2 separate regions of the Mus musculus genome follow, and region 2 is linked to region 1. Evidence: chromatin contacts called from public Micro-C data. All regions are on one chromosome and are shown on one strand. The core of a region is the stretch at or near the end of the contact, and the rest is flanking DNA. Distances in the headings are between cores, read along the strand shown. Region 1 holds the start of Shroom2 (shroom family member 2). Region 2 holds the start of Kantr (Kdm5c adjacent non-coding transcript).

Region 1 (6,380 bases), core at 2,402-4,901:
ATAACATTTTTATTAATGTATATTAATTATGCAAAACAAATGAATTTATGACATGTGAAGTACAGAATGGTGCTTGTCACAAACAGACTAGATGGACCCCCTCTATTCCCTGCACATCGCTCTACAAAGAAAGATCTATAAATACTGCAACTAATAAGATCTTGTGTGAAATCCTTCTGCCATCTGATTGGGCAGAAGCAGGCATTTAGCATGTAGCTTTATCACTGGTAGCTCTGCAGCTAAATTAATTCTAATGTTCACAAAATAGCTTGTAGAAACCCAGAGTAAGGCAACATTTTCTTTCAGTGTTGGTGACTGACCCCGACATAATTCACTTGCTAGGAAAATACTAAGGTCCATTCCAGCTCCATTATTGACGTGTCTATAAAAAGATAAAGAGAGGAGAGATATGTTCTATGGAGGTTTGGTGAGGTATGGAGGAAGGGGATGTCTCAGCGGGCCCATGCCAAGGCATCCCTTCCCCCTGAGGGACCAGCCATACGACAGAATAGTATAGAATAGAGTTTATTCAGGGCATGGGGAGGGGAGTTAAGAAGGTAGTAGAGGCAGAGAAAGGCAGACAAAGAGAGTAGAGAAGTAGAGGAGTAGAGGCCAGTCATGAGCATGTGGAGAGAGAGGGGGGAGAAGGGAATGGGGAAGAAGGAGGGAAGGGAAGCAGAGAAAGAGCAAGAGAGAAACAAGAGACCAAGAGAGTGAGGCAGGGGCAAGCAGCCCCTTTTATAGTGAGTCAAGCATACCTGGCTGTTGCTAGGTAACTGTGGGGCGGAGCTTAGACAGAATGTTAACAATCATCACATTTTCATATAGATTAGTTATTGATTAAAGCATGAAAGTTGGTTATTTATCCATTCCTATGGACAAAGCAAATTATACATAATTACCTAGGATTTCACCTCTTTTCTCTCAAAGAAAATAAATGCCAGATTATGGAAATGAAACAGACACCTTTAGCTCTTGCATCCATGGATGTAGAGGCTTCTAGGTCATCACCAGCAGAATATGCTTGCCTTCTTGAGTAAAGAAGTTGAATACTCAACTCAAGGAGCAAGAAGCCAGGAACAAAATATATCTCTGCCTTCCCAAGGGAAACTGAATATATCAACTAATACATCGTAACTTTAGGAATCCCAGTCAGATTGTGTGTCCTAGGTGTGGTGAGGGGGAGGGGGAGATGCTACTACCAGAAGTGTACAAGTCTGATAAAACTAGAGTTTTATCAGAAAGTTATCAGAAAGTTTTTATGTTTTTATTTTCTGTGGGGCCAGAGAGATGGCTCAGCTACTAAGAGCACTGATTGCTCTTCCAAAGCACTGGCTAGAGGACTTGGGTTCAAATTCCAGCACCTACCAGCATATTCCATCTGTTTATACCTCTAGTCTTAGGGGGATTTGATATCTTCTTCTTCTGGCCTCCACATGCATCAGGAATACATGTGGTGCATAGACCTGCCTGCAAGCAAAACACTCATATCCAGACAATAAATAAATACAAATTTTAAGAACTTTATTGATTTGCATGTGTGTGTTGTGGTATTTGTGCATGCACACACATAGAATTTTGTGAGAGTGTTTCTTACCTTCTTCCACCATTAAATGGGTTCCAGGGGTTGAACTTACGTTGTCAGGCTTGAGTGACAAGCAATTGCTGGGCTAACTCACTGGCCCTGTCACCTCTTTCAAGATTTTGATATTTTCACAAGATACCCAAGAAATAGAAGTCTAGGTGTGATGAGAGCAAGGACAGGTGTGGTCAACTTCGATACCACCACAAAACTTGGATGGATGGTCTACAGAGCAAGTTTGGACAGCCAAAGTTACACAGAAAAATCCTTTCTCAAAAAAAGAACCCCCCCCCAAAAAAAACAACAAAACAAGTAAACAAAAAAAACCCCACTAGCAACAAGAAATAATAGAAAGAAAAAGAAAACAAACAAACAAACAAAAAAGTAACCAAGACACTCTGTCTCTGTTGTGTGATGCATCTGGTCTGTTTGAACAAACTGACTAGAGTTGAGCTTCCCTATTCAGGCTTCACAGCAGCCAAGCCTAAAGGTGTTCTTGGTCCAGTGTTCTCTTGGTTGTCCTTGCTTTCACCTCCCAGTGCTATCAGGTGCTAAAAGTATTAGGATGGAACTGTTTGGGGAAACAGGAACCGCCTCCAGCTACAATACAAACATTAATGGAAAAAAAAAACTTTTCCCCTCTGTAAAACGTGTAAACTCCTATCAGTGTATACATTTCTAAGGTGGGCTCGTTTCATGGAAATGGAAAAGCAGCAAAGTATGAATAGGCATGGTGACTCATACCTGGAATCACAGCACTTGGGGAGATGCAGGCAGGAGAATAGAAAGGAATTCAGTCATCTGTGGCTACACAGATTTTGAGATAATTTCTAAAACTAATAAAATAAAAACGTAAAGAGTGGCAAACTTTCATTAACTTCAAACAGATAGTTCCTCCTTTTTAGAGATATAAACGCAGAACACATTTTAAGAACTTGTGGCAAGGGGTTGTAGCTCAGCTGGGTTTGGTTCCCAGCACCCACACGGTGAAGCACTCACAGGGGGTCTGATGTCTGCCCTTTTTTGGCTTCTTGTCTGGCACACACAGGCTGCTCAGACATACATGAGGGCAACTGCCTCCCAACTTGAGGTACAATTTTATGAACATAAAGGGTAGGAATTGGATGGAAGAAAGGCCTATTAAATTGTGACAAAAGTGCCAGCTGGGTGGATGGCATTTATTATGTTTGCCTGCTGGTACTACAGAAAGGAATTTGCAAGAATGAGAAGGCCCTCAACAGATCAGGTCCAGAGTCCCTTTGCTGCAAGGAATTGCCCGCAGCATTAACCTCAGGGCCAGAGTTTTGGGATGTGCCTGCGAGTGGCCCGGGGTCAGGCATTCTGGTGTGCTAATGGTTTTCGGAACAGCTTTTCCAGAGTCTTGGCGCTGGAGCAAAGGTGCGGCCATACAGGACAGCGGGAATGCCAGAGCTTCACCTGTGCACTTGCGGTTCACTGGCTCAAAGGAGGAGGCGCTGGGTCGATTCCGCTCCCAGTTGGAAGGGGCTGGCCTGCAGCTACTCGGTTCCCGATCGCCTCCAGGTCCCGCCTAGTCCGGTTTGGACACTTCCGCCACCTCACCTGTTGCAAGGGCTTTCCCCGGTGGCGCCCAACCCTCCCCGAGCCCATCGGCGCCTCTAGAGCTGGGCGGGAGGGACCGTGCGTGCGACCTCACGCCTGACCAGGTCCAGTTCGGGCAGGTTTCGCTGGTCTCGGAGAGCGCGCCTTAACCCCTAGCGGCTGAGCGCACTAGAGAAACCCCTTTGGACCTCTAGCGCAGTCAGTGCGAAAACCCCGTGTGCGCGCCCCCGGGAGCCGGCCCCTCCCTCTCCCCTGCCCATGCTGAAGAGGAGCGCGCCTGCTCCGCCCCCTCCCCGTTCCCCTCCCCGCGCCCTTTTCCGCGCTCCCTCCTGGTCCGGCCCGCGTAGCGCTTTCCAAGTTGCAAAGCAAGTTCAGCGGTGGCCGGCGGCTACTGTAGTGGCGGCGGCGGCCCAGCCGCCTGGAGGCTCCTAGGTGGTGGGCCGGTTCGTGCTTCCCGGAGTGCATGGGCGTGGGCATTAGCGGGTGGAAGGGCTGAGTGTGGAGGGGCTGAGCGCCCCGCGTCATGGAGGGCGCCGAGCCCCGTGCACGGCCCGAGCGCCTGGCCGAAGCTGAGGCGCCGGCGACCGACGGCGTCCGCCTGGTGGAGGTGCAGCTGAGCGGCGGCGCCCCTTGGGGCTTCACCTTGAAGGGCGGCCGCGAGCATGGCGAGCCTCTGGTCATCACCAAGGTAAGGCTACCCCGGGGTCTGCCCCGTGACAGTCCTGAGATAGTCCGGACCCAGAAGGCTGGTCGGGGTTTCAGGGCGCTGGATGGGACGTCCGGTTCGCGGCCTCGTTTTCTGGGACGCGTCTGTTGGGAGTCACCTGTGGGTGCTGGGTTCTGTTCAGCCATAGGTGTGTGGTTCCGGCTCCATCCTAGCCGCCCTCGGGCGGCTCCCAACATTGCTGGTAGTTTCAATGGCTCCTGTTCCGGGTCTCCTTCCCCTCCCCCTCTGGGAAAGGGCCTGGCAGTCCCCTGTAACTCCTGGCCTGTCCAGCGGTGGACCTACACCTGCGAGGCTGCCATGAAATGAAGGGAAAAAAAATTCCCAGGAACCAGGGAGTGGGTACAGCTTTCCCAACTTTTGTTTGCTTGTTTAGGGCCCCTGGTTGTCACCCTTTTGATCTGTACCGGTTTTCAGTCTGAAACTCCCTACTAGAAGCTGCTGCCAGGCAGTTTCACGATTCCCAGGAGCTCATCAATATTTGCTGACTTTCGGCTTCCTGTCCTACATCCACGCGCTCTGGATATCTACCAACACTTAATGAAACTTTTTCAGAGTGCTTTTAAAGTAGAATTTGAGTTCTGATAGTAAGAAAAGAGATCTTACTTGGAATTAACGCGTGTGAGTGTGTGTGTAGGTTGCTTTAGAATTGGTATTCTCTTAAAATGCAATCTATCCTGATACTTACCAACTAAACATGTATAAACTTGTATAAATAAACAACAAGCCAATCTCTCAGGTGTTCTGGTTAAAAGAAACTAGGGCCCTGTTCTCTAAGCAGAGTTGAGTCTTACCAGTCCTAAGGACAAAGTCTCCTTTAAAATGCAAATATTCCTGGCTCCTTAGAGGTGTTTGAAGGTGTGAAAATGACTTACAAATTTCCTTATCTTCCCACCCGGATTAAAAGCGTGAAGAATTAGGTGGCTCCACTGGTCTTGACTTTGAAAAGTGGTGTGGTGTTGGCGGCATTCAAACAGCAAAAGACCTCAAATCGATCAATCACCCCTCACCCTGTTACAAAATTAGCCACCATGTAATCTTTTATATCAAAGTGGATTCTTTTTTGTTTGATTGTGCCATTCCAGGGAATCCAAGCCCCAGGGCATTCCACATGCGAGGAAAGTTCTGTACCACTGAGCTTTATACCAAGTCCGAGTCTGATACACTCACTCCCCTTTTTTCTTTTCAGTGCTAGGATTGAAGTCGGCCTTGGCAGTACTAGGCAAGTACTCTTCTCTCACTGAGCTATCTACAGCCCTTATTTTTATTTTTATTTTTATTTTTATTTTTATTTTTGAGACAATGGCTCACTAAGTTTCACTAGCTTGCCTTAAAGTTGCAGCCCCCCCCCCCCAGCCACCCGAGTGCTAGTATTACAGGGCTGTACTACCACAGAGAATCTCATCTGTGGCTCTAAACAAATACTTACTGGTGTTTCTTGTGCATTGTGTTTTGCCTGCATATATATGTCTGTGTGACGGTGTCAGATCCCCTGGAACTGGAGTTGCAGACAGTTCTGCACTGCCGCATGGATGAGTGCTAGGAATTGAACCTGGGTCCTCTAGAAGAGCAGCCAATGTTCCTCTGTGCCTTTTAATAAAGGTTTTCGAGGTCATTTCTGATGTAGTTAAAAATGTATCAGGTACATCTCTCAGTTCTTTCACGCTTCACTTTTTTTTTCAGCTGTTGTTTGTGTTGTTTGTTTCTTCTTTTTCCTCCTCTGAGGCACTCTTTTGATATTTTATATATATATATATATATACCCGGCTAAAATTTTAGGATTTTTAAAACAGTATGTGTGTATATATATATATATATATATATATATATATATATATATATATATATACATGCATATATGTGTGTGTGTGTGTCTCCTCTGCAACAAGTATTCTTAAGCACTGAGCCATCTCTCTAGGCCCTAGCATTTGGGCTTTCACTGTATAAGAAAGGTGGAGGTTAGCCGGGCATGGTGGCACATGCCTTTAATCCCAGCACTTGGGAGGCAGAGGCAGGCGGATTTCTGAGTTCGAGGCCAGCCTGGTGTACAGAGTGACTTCCAGGACAGCCAGGGCTATACAGAGAAGCCCTGTCTCGAAAAACCAACCAACCAACCAAACAAACAAACAAAACAAAAACGAAAGTTGGAGGTTATTTTAAATGGAAAGATTTGCTAGAGGGATTTTTGTGCTCTTTTATATCAGATAGTCCTGGCTCGCTCTCAGCTTTTTAGAAATGGAAGTAGGTGCTGGTCAAACTCAGCCATGCTAAGCTGAACTACTGAGCTATATTCTCACCTATGCATAATTTTCACATTTCATTATAACTGAAAATTTATAGGTTTGTTGCTTAGGATGAATGGGACTCAGAACAACTTGGGGTTTTTGTATTTCCATGTACACATAGACATTCATGTACTGTTGCTCCTGTGTGCACATGCATGGACTTTTACCACATGTTCTATTGTGTAGAATTAACAGTATTTCATCTACT
Region 2 (6,380 bases), core at 2,853-5,352, 440 kb after region 1:
TGGAAGAGCAGTCAGTGCTCTTAACTGCTGAGCCATCTCTCCAGCCCTGTTTTCTACTTTTTAAAGGGCATAATGGGTTTAAGGGAGGAAGACCACAAATATAACATGCCCTCTTCATCATATCACATCAAAGATACATAGCTATCAATATGACATCATTATAGATTTTAATGTTGATCCCCTGGCCAAGGTGATGTCTACCAGGTTTCTCTACTCTAAAGTTACTCTTGCTCCCTTGTCCCTGCTCTGAAGAAAAGTTAAGTGCAGCCCATGCTTAAAAAATAAGGAATTATCAGGGAGAGGAGGTATTGGATGTGGAACAGTCAGAGAGCAGACTGGGAGGGGGATAAAGACTGGATTGTAAAAAAAAAAAAAAAAAAAGAAAAGAAAAAAAAAGATTAAAGAATTTTAAAAATGCCGGGCAGTGGTGGCGCACGCCTTTAATCCCAGCACTTGGGAGGCAAAGACAGGCAGATTTCTGAGTTCAAGGCCAGCCTGGTCTACAGAGTGAGTTCCAGGACAGCCAAGACTATACAGAGAAACCCTGTCTCGAAAAACCAAAATAATAATAATAAATAAATAAAATTTTAAAAAAGAATTTAAAAAAATATATATATCCACTCCCTGAGCTATCTGAAGCCAGTCCCAGTGAGCATGTATGTATGAAGAGAAAGGGAGAAGAGTAGAGGAGATCTCAGGAGCAAAGACCCTGGAGTGGACCAGCAAGGAAGTCAGCTTGGCAGCAATAGCTGTCAGTCCAACAGGGAGCAAGCCTAGTTCCTCTTGCCTCAATCTGTCCTAACTGGTGTAATTCCCTCATCCCCTCTCACAGGTCTCAATCCTCCCACTTACTACTTTAGCCCAATTATTCAGGGAGAATTAGCTCAGGGGTAGCAACTTGTCCAAGATCTCAGTACTGAGTCTAGCTTTGAAGCTAGTCTTTGGGATATTTTGCTTGTTTGTTTGTTTCTATTGGTTATTTTATTTATTTATATTTCAAAATTAAAAAGGGGGGTTATCCCCCTTCCTGGCTTCTCCTCAAACCCCCTATCCCATTTCCCCTCCCCCCTGCTTCTATGAGGGTGCTCCCCCACCCACCCAACCACTCCTACCTCACTATCCTAACATTCCCCTACACTGAGGCATCCACAAGACCAAGGACTTCCCCTCCCATTGATGCCAGATAAAGCCATCCTCTGCTACATATGCAGCTGGAGCCGTGGGTCCCTCCATGTATGCACTTTGGTTGTTGGTTTACTCCCTGGGAGCTTGGGGGGGGGTCCAGTTAGTTGATTTTGTTGTTCTTCCTATGGGGTTGCAAACCCCTTCAGCTCCTTCAGTTCTTCCCCTAACTCCTCCATTGAGAACCTTGTTGCTCTGTCCAATGGTTGGCTGTGAGTATCTGCATTTGTATTTGTCAGGCTCTAGCAGAGCCTCTCAGGGGACAGCTATACCAGGCTCCTGTCAGCAAGCATGAAGCTAGTCTTTGAAGTCTAGTCTTGCATCATATTCTCCCCACAAGTCAAATCCACCACACTTCATTATGGCATTTGAGGCTCTTCTTTAGCCACCTTACCCCCAAAAGGACCCTGGTCTTGTGGGACACACTTAAATGCCCATTTTGGGTCTAACACAGTTGGCCAAAGTGCTCATGCTCTGAGATGAAGTATGGAACAAGAGAAAGTTCTTCACCCAGAGTGGCATCTTGTTACCAGTACCCTCCTTTCTCAGCCTGGATCTTCAAAAGGAAGGTTAGAATGTTGTTTTGTTTTGTTTTGATAAGATGTAGCTACTTTTAAAAAGATTTATTTTATTTATTATATGTAAGTACATTGTAGCTGTCTTCAGACACCCCAGAAGAGAGCATCAGATCTCATTACAGATGGTTGTAAGCCACCATGTGGTTGCTGGGATTTGAACTCCTGACCTTCAGAAGAGCAGTCAGTGCTCTTAACCATTGGGCCATCTCTCTAGCCCAGTTAGAATGTTTTCAAAGTCAAACCTAGCTCTAAAATATAGCATATAGCAAGCATCAGAAAACATGAGCATTATTACCTAGGACTATAAACAGAAACCAGGAGGATGAATAATGATGGGCCCCATGCTCCCCAGGGCTTCTTCTCACATTGAAACTACTTGTTTTGGTGGACTTTTCATTTTACAGCCCTGTGCAAGAAAGGGCCCTGCTACTAGGTGTGAGGGTCCCAAGATCTTCCGGTGTCATGAAAGTGCCATTTACTTTTGAAGACAGAATCAGATTGTCAGGGACAAAACTAGATTCAGGTGACAAGACAAAACAACAACAACAACAACAAAGACCCCAACCAAAAACAAAACAAAAACAGCATTTGTTCTTGCAAGTATTTGTTAATACACATTTCATTGAGTACCAACTACGTGCCTCATACTAGACTAATAGGAATACAGCAAGTAAACAAAAGAAAATATGTCTCTGTCCTGTTGGAGCTACTAGATCAAGTTTAACTTTGTTTTGTTTTAGCACTTTATTGTAGAAAGACAGGGAGAAAGGAGAGAAGGTAGAAGGAGAGAGGAACCGGCCATGGCCACGTGGAGAGAGGGGGGAAGGGAAAGGGAAAAGGAGGGCTAGAGAGTAAGAAAGGGAAAAGCTTAAAGAGCCAATTTCAATTTCTGTGTCATTGATTTCTTTTGTGACCTAGAACTCTTCTCACAAAAAAAAAAAAATCCTTTAAAATTGGAAAAATCACATCTAGAATTTAGAAAGCCAACTATTGAAATATTAAAATAGAAAAATGTGCTAGAGTCATATATGTATTGCTCATCAATCCATTAAATCATAGGATGCTTTGGTTTAAAGACTACAATGATTATCGTGATTTTAGATTTATTTTACTTTTATTTATATGTGTATTTGTTCCTGTGCATGCACTCATGTGTGCTATGCAAAGGTGTCTTCATAGCAGATGAAGATATCTGGTACCCTGGAGGAGGAGTTACAGGCAACTGACATTCATGCTGGCAACTAACCTCCAGTCTTCTACCAGAGCAGCAAGCACTTGTAACCATGGAGTTATCTCTCCGGCTCCCTCTTATCATGATTTTAAAGCACTAATTATATATTTCAGAGATTACATATTTGAAAGAGCTGCAAATTTATACTGTGATGGACAAATCTCTCTGATTGCTACTGGTAACAGTCACCAATATTACGTCCTTTATTGAAAACATGCTAAATTTCCTAAACAGAGAGGGGAAACAAAGATGTAAATTCATTCCCATCCAAGTTATTCCTCTCTGCCCCAAGCTGCACCCACAGGCTCTCCTGGAGGATCTGTGCTACTCAAATTTAAGATTTGTTAATAGAATGGTCCTTCCTGTCTTCCCTTCCTTTAGAAGACAAGAGAGATGGATTTTATTCGAAATAATTGTTGCACAGTTTCAGACCACTAAGTTTGCCTCGTTGGAAGGCAGCTGTGCTCACCATCGTACTACCAATGCCTCATCGAGTCTGCCTCTTTAGGCCATAGCTTCTTTTATGTGAAGACTGACCACACCTAATTAAAAAATGAAATAAAATCTGTCGGGTATAAATGGCTCACACCTTTAGTCCCAGCACTCAGGAGGCAAAGGCAGGCCTGGTTTACAGGGCGAGTCAGCCAGGGCTACTAAGTAGGATCACCTTATTCTCCATGGATGGAATTAGGAACAATGCTTACAGGGAAAGCGAGAAACCTAGCTCAGAAACTCCTACAAGTGGGTGTGGAGCTATAGGAAACTGGAAGTACATTCGCAGTGTCTCTAAGCAAAACGGTGTAAAGGCAGTGTGGCTACAGAAAGAAAGAAGACATCACGAAAGTAATAATTCTATTCAGTGATTTGTGCTTAGCCTGGTTTAGGGTTTCCTGCGTTTTAACAAACAACCCCCGAAGGCCCAGTCCTCTAGACCTGCAAAAGGACTGAGCAGTAATCCTTTCCTGACCAGTGTTGTTAACGGAAGGGCTGGCACATAAGCCAATCACACCCTCGAGAGGGTGGAGTTTTCGTAGGTGCTTCCAATTCCAACCAATCTCAGGGAAGGCAGGAGGGCAATCCTCCAATGGGAGCTGAGGAGCCCGTGGTAAGTGGTGGAGCATCGCTATCCTGCCAGGGTTCGGTGGAGCATTGCGTGAAGCGTCTGCGTGTCTGCGAGATCTTGCTGTGGGCCAGGTATCCATTCTCCTGCGGCAGCTTAGACCCTACGGAGACTAGAGGTATCCCAAGAGAAGCAGTAAAGATGGGGTGGTGGGTTAGAAAACGGCGGGAGGGGAGAGAACGGCCCAGAACGCGTGTGGGGAGGGACCTGGCGCGCTTTTACCTGGGCGGCCTTTCGACTCTAGGTCCGTGGGTGGTGGAGGATCCTTTGCGTAGCAAAAAAAGAAGGCGAGTGCCCCTGCATCCTCTCCAGACGGTACCCAGGTGAGTATTACCCTCTTGAACCCACCACCCGTGCCCACCCTCTGGGAGCCTCCCAATCCCGGTCTCTGGGGAAAAGATTTCGTGCAGGTCTGCTGCTCACGTGATTGTTTGTGTTCTAGTCTTGACTCCATATCTGCCTCTACCCAACATTTTCTCTCTCTGAGACGTACTAAGATATCCCAGACTCAGGAGGCCTAATCCTTACCTGACCCCTTGAAACCAGCTATGAAATTTTAAACTATCCGTTTTATTCATTTGGGTCTTGGTTTCATCATCTGCCAAATGGGGGTCTGTCTCTACCTGAGCCAATGCGCATGCTTGGTCCCTAAAATTTTTTTCAATAAATAATTATGATTGTGATTGAAAGAATATTGATTCTCTTAGTCTCTGACTTTTTTTCACCCTTGTCTGTCTCTGACCCTCTCCCCACTGGACCTTTTTTTGAATGCTACTGTCCTCTCATTTTCCACACTGAACCTAACTCTTTCCTATCCCTAATGTGGTTGGAGGTACAATATATATAACAATGAGAGTGGCCCAAAGGTAGGGCACAAAACTGGAGCCTGGTCTTGAGCTACTTGTAAGTCTCATTGAGGAGTCTCTGTTTCTTGGCCTTCTCTGTTAAACAGGTAGAAACACCAAGGATGGGGAGAAATTTATATTAAGCTACTTTTCAGCCAGCTTTGATGGTGGTGCATGACTACATTCACAGCATTCAGGAGGATTGCCACAAGTTCAAGATCAGCCTCAGCTACATAATGAGTCCAAAGTAAACCTGGGTTACAATGTAAAACACTGTCTTGCCCCCCCCCAACCCCACCAAAACATTTTTATTTTGTTGGTTTTTTTTTCAAGAAAGGGTTTTGCTGTGTAACAGCCCTAGCTGTCTTAGAAATCACTCTGTAGCCCAGGATAGCCTTGAACTCACAGAGAACAGCTTGCCTTTGCCTTCTGAGTGCTGGGATTAAAGACATGCACCACCACCAGGGCTACAAAACAGTTTAATAGCCATTATGTAATGTTGGTCACCACAGATAGTCCAAGGATCTTCTAATTATATCCCCTTGTAGGCCTGAGCATCTTTTCTGTCCTTATCTAGGAGTTCTTCTAGATCAGACATTTTGAAACTCCCTGTCAAGTATCACAACTCTCTTCCCATTCCTATGCTAATTTTTCCATATTCTTGCTATACCTTTGTCATTCTGACAACTATAGACCCAATAGTCTATTTTAATAATGTGTAGTTTGCCTCCTTCACTATTTTTTAATGAAGAGCATAAAAAGTAGACTCTGCATACACAATCCTCCCACAGCTTATAATGACATTTTAATTGTAATATAATAGAGAAATTTTTTTGTTTGTTTTTCAAGGCAGGGTTTCTCTACGTACAGCACTGGTTGTTCTGGAACTCACTTTGTAAACCAGGCTGGCCTCAAACTCTGCCTCCTGAGTGTTGGGGCTGAAGAACAATGTATAATAAAACAGTATGCACTTCAATACGTAAATGCTTTGATATAACTTCACTAAAAGAAATAATTTTACACATTATTTCATGTATCTGACTTGTACATGTGACAGCTACATGTGTATTGATTGAGTGGTGACTCAGAAACCATATATAGGATATAGTTCCTTTTCCATAAATGATGAGTAATTCTTCATAAAGTTCTAAACAAAAGAACGTGTATGTATATGTCTCTTTGTTTGGTTGCTAGATTTCTAAAAAAGCGAGTATAAATGAATATCCTTGTTTAGTAACTCCTCTAGCCTTATGTCCTACCACTCTGCCCTCCTACTCCATTTCACCTATAATAGCCTCCTTAAGGTTATTTCAATGTATTAGGCCTTCCCCTCCCTTTCAAATAAATACTCTTCCCCAGATTATCCACAGATCTCATTCCCTCACTTCAGGTTTCTGTTGTCATTTTCTTGTTGAGATCTACCA

The links. A called contact is a pair of places that touch in the nucleus more often than the background predicts.
Region 2: a Micro-C map of embryonic stem cells shows a contact between it and region 1, with 3 times the contacts expected there. The contact joins the promoter of Kantr here to the promoter of Shroom2 in region 1. A contact is called at or near these places in 1 of 484 Hi-C or Micro-C datasets (embryonic stem cells) and 3 of 115 datasets of contacts at active chromatin or transcription factors (astrocytes, stem cell-derived epiblast-like cells and stem cell-derived neural progenitor cells).

What each region holds. Positions count from the first base shown.
Region 1 is chrX:152,766,757-152,773,136 of GRCm38.p6, reverse strand. Shroom2 (shroom family member 2) reads left to right here and starts at 3,651. Exons shown (of 10, transcript NM_001290684.1): 1 at 3,651-3,851. The coding sequence starts at 3,687.
Region 2 is chrX:152,325,215-152,331,594 of GRCm38.p6, reverse strand. It overlaps Kantr (Kdm5c adjacent non-coding transcript), which reads left to right and starts at 4,102. Exons shown (of 3, transcript NR_040270.2): 1 at 4,102-4,185; 2 at 4,356-4,434.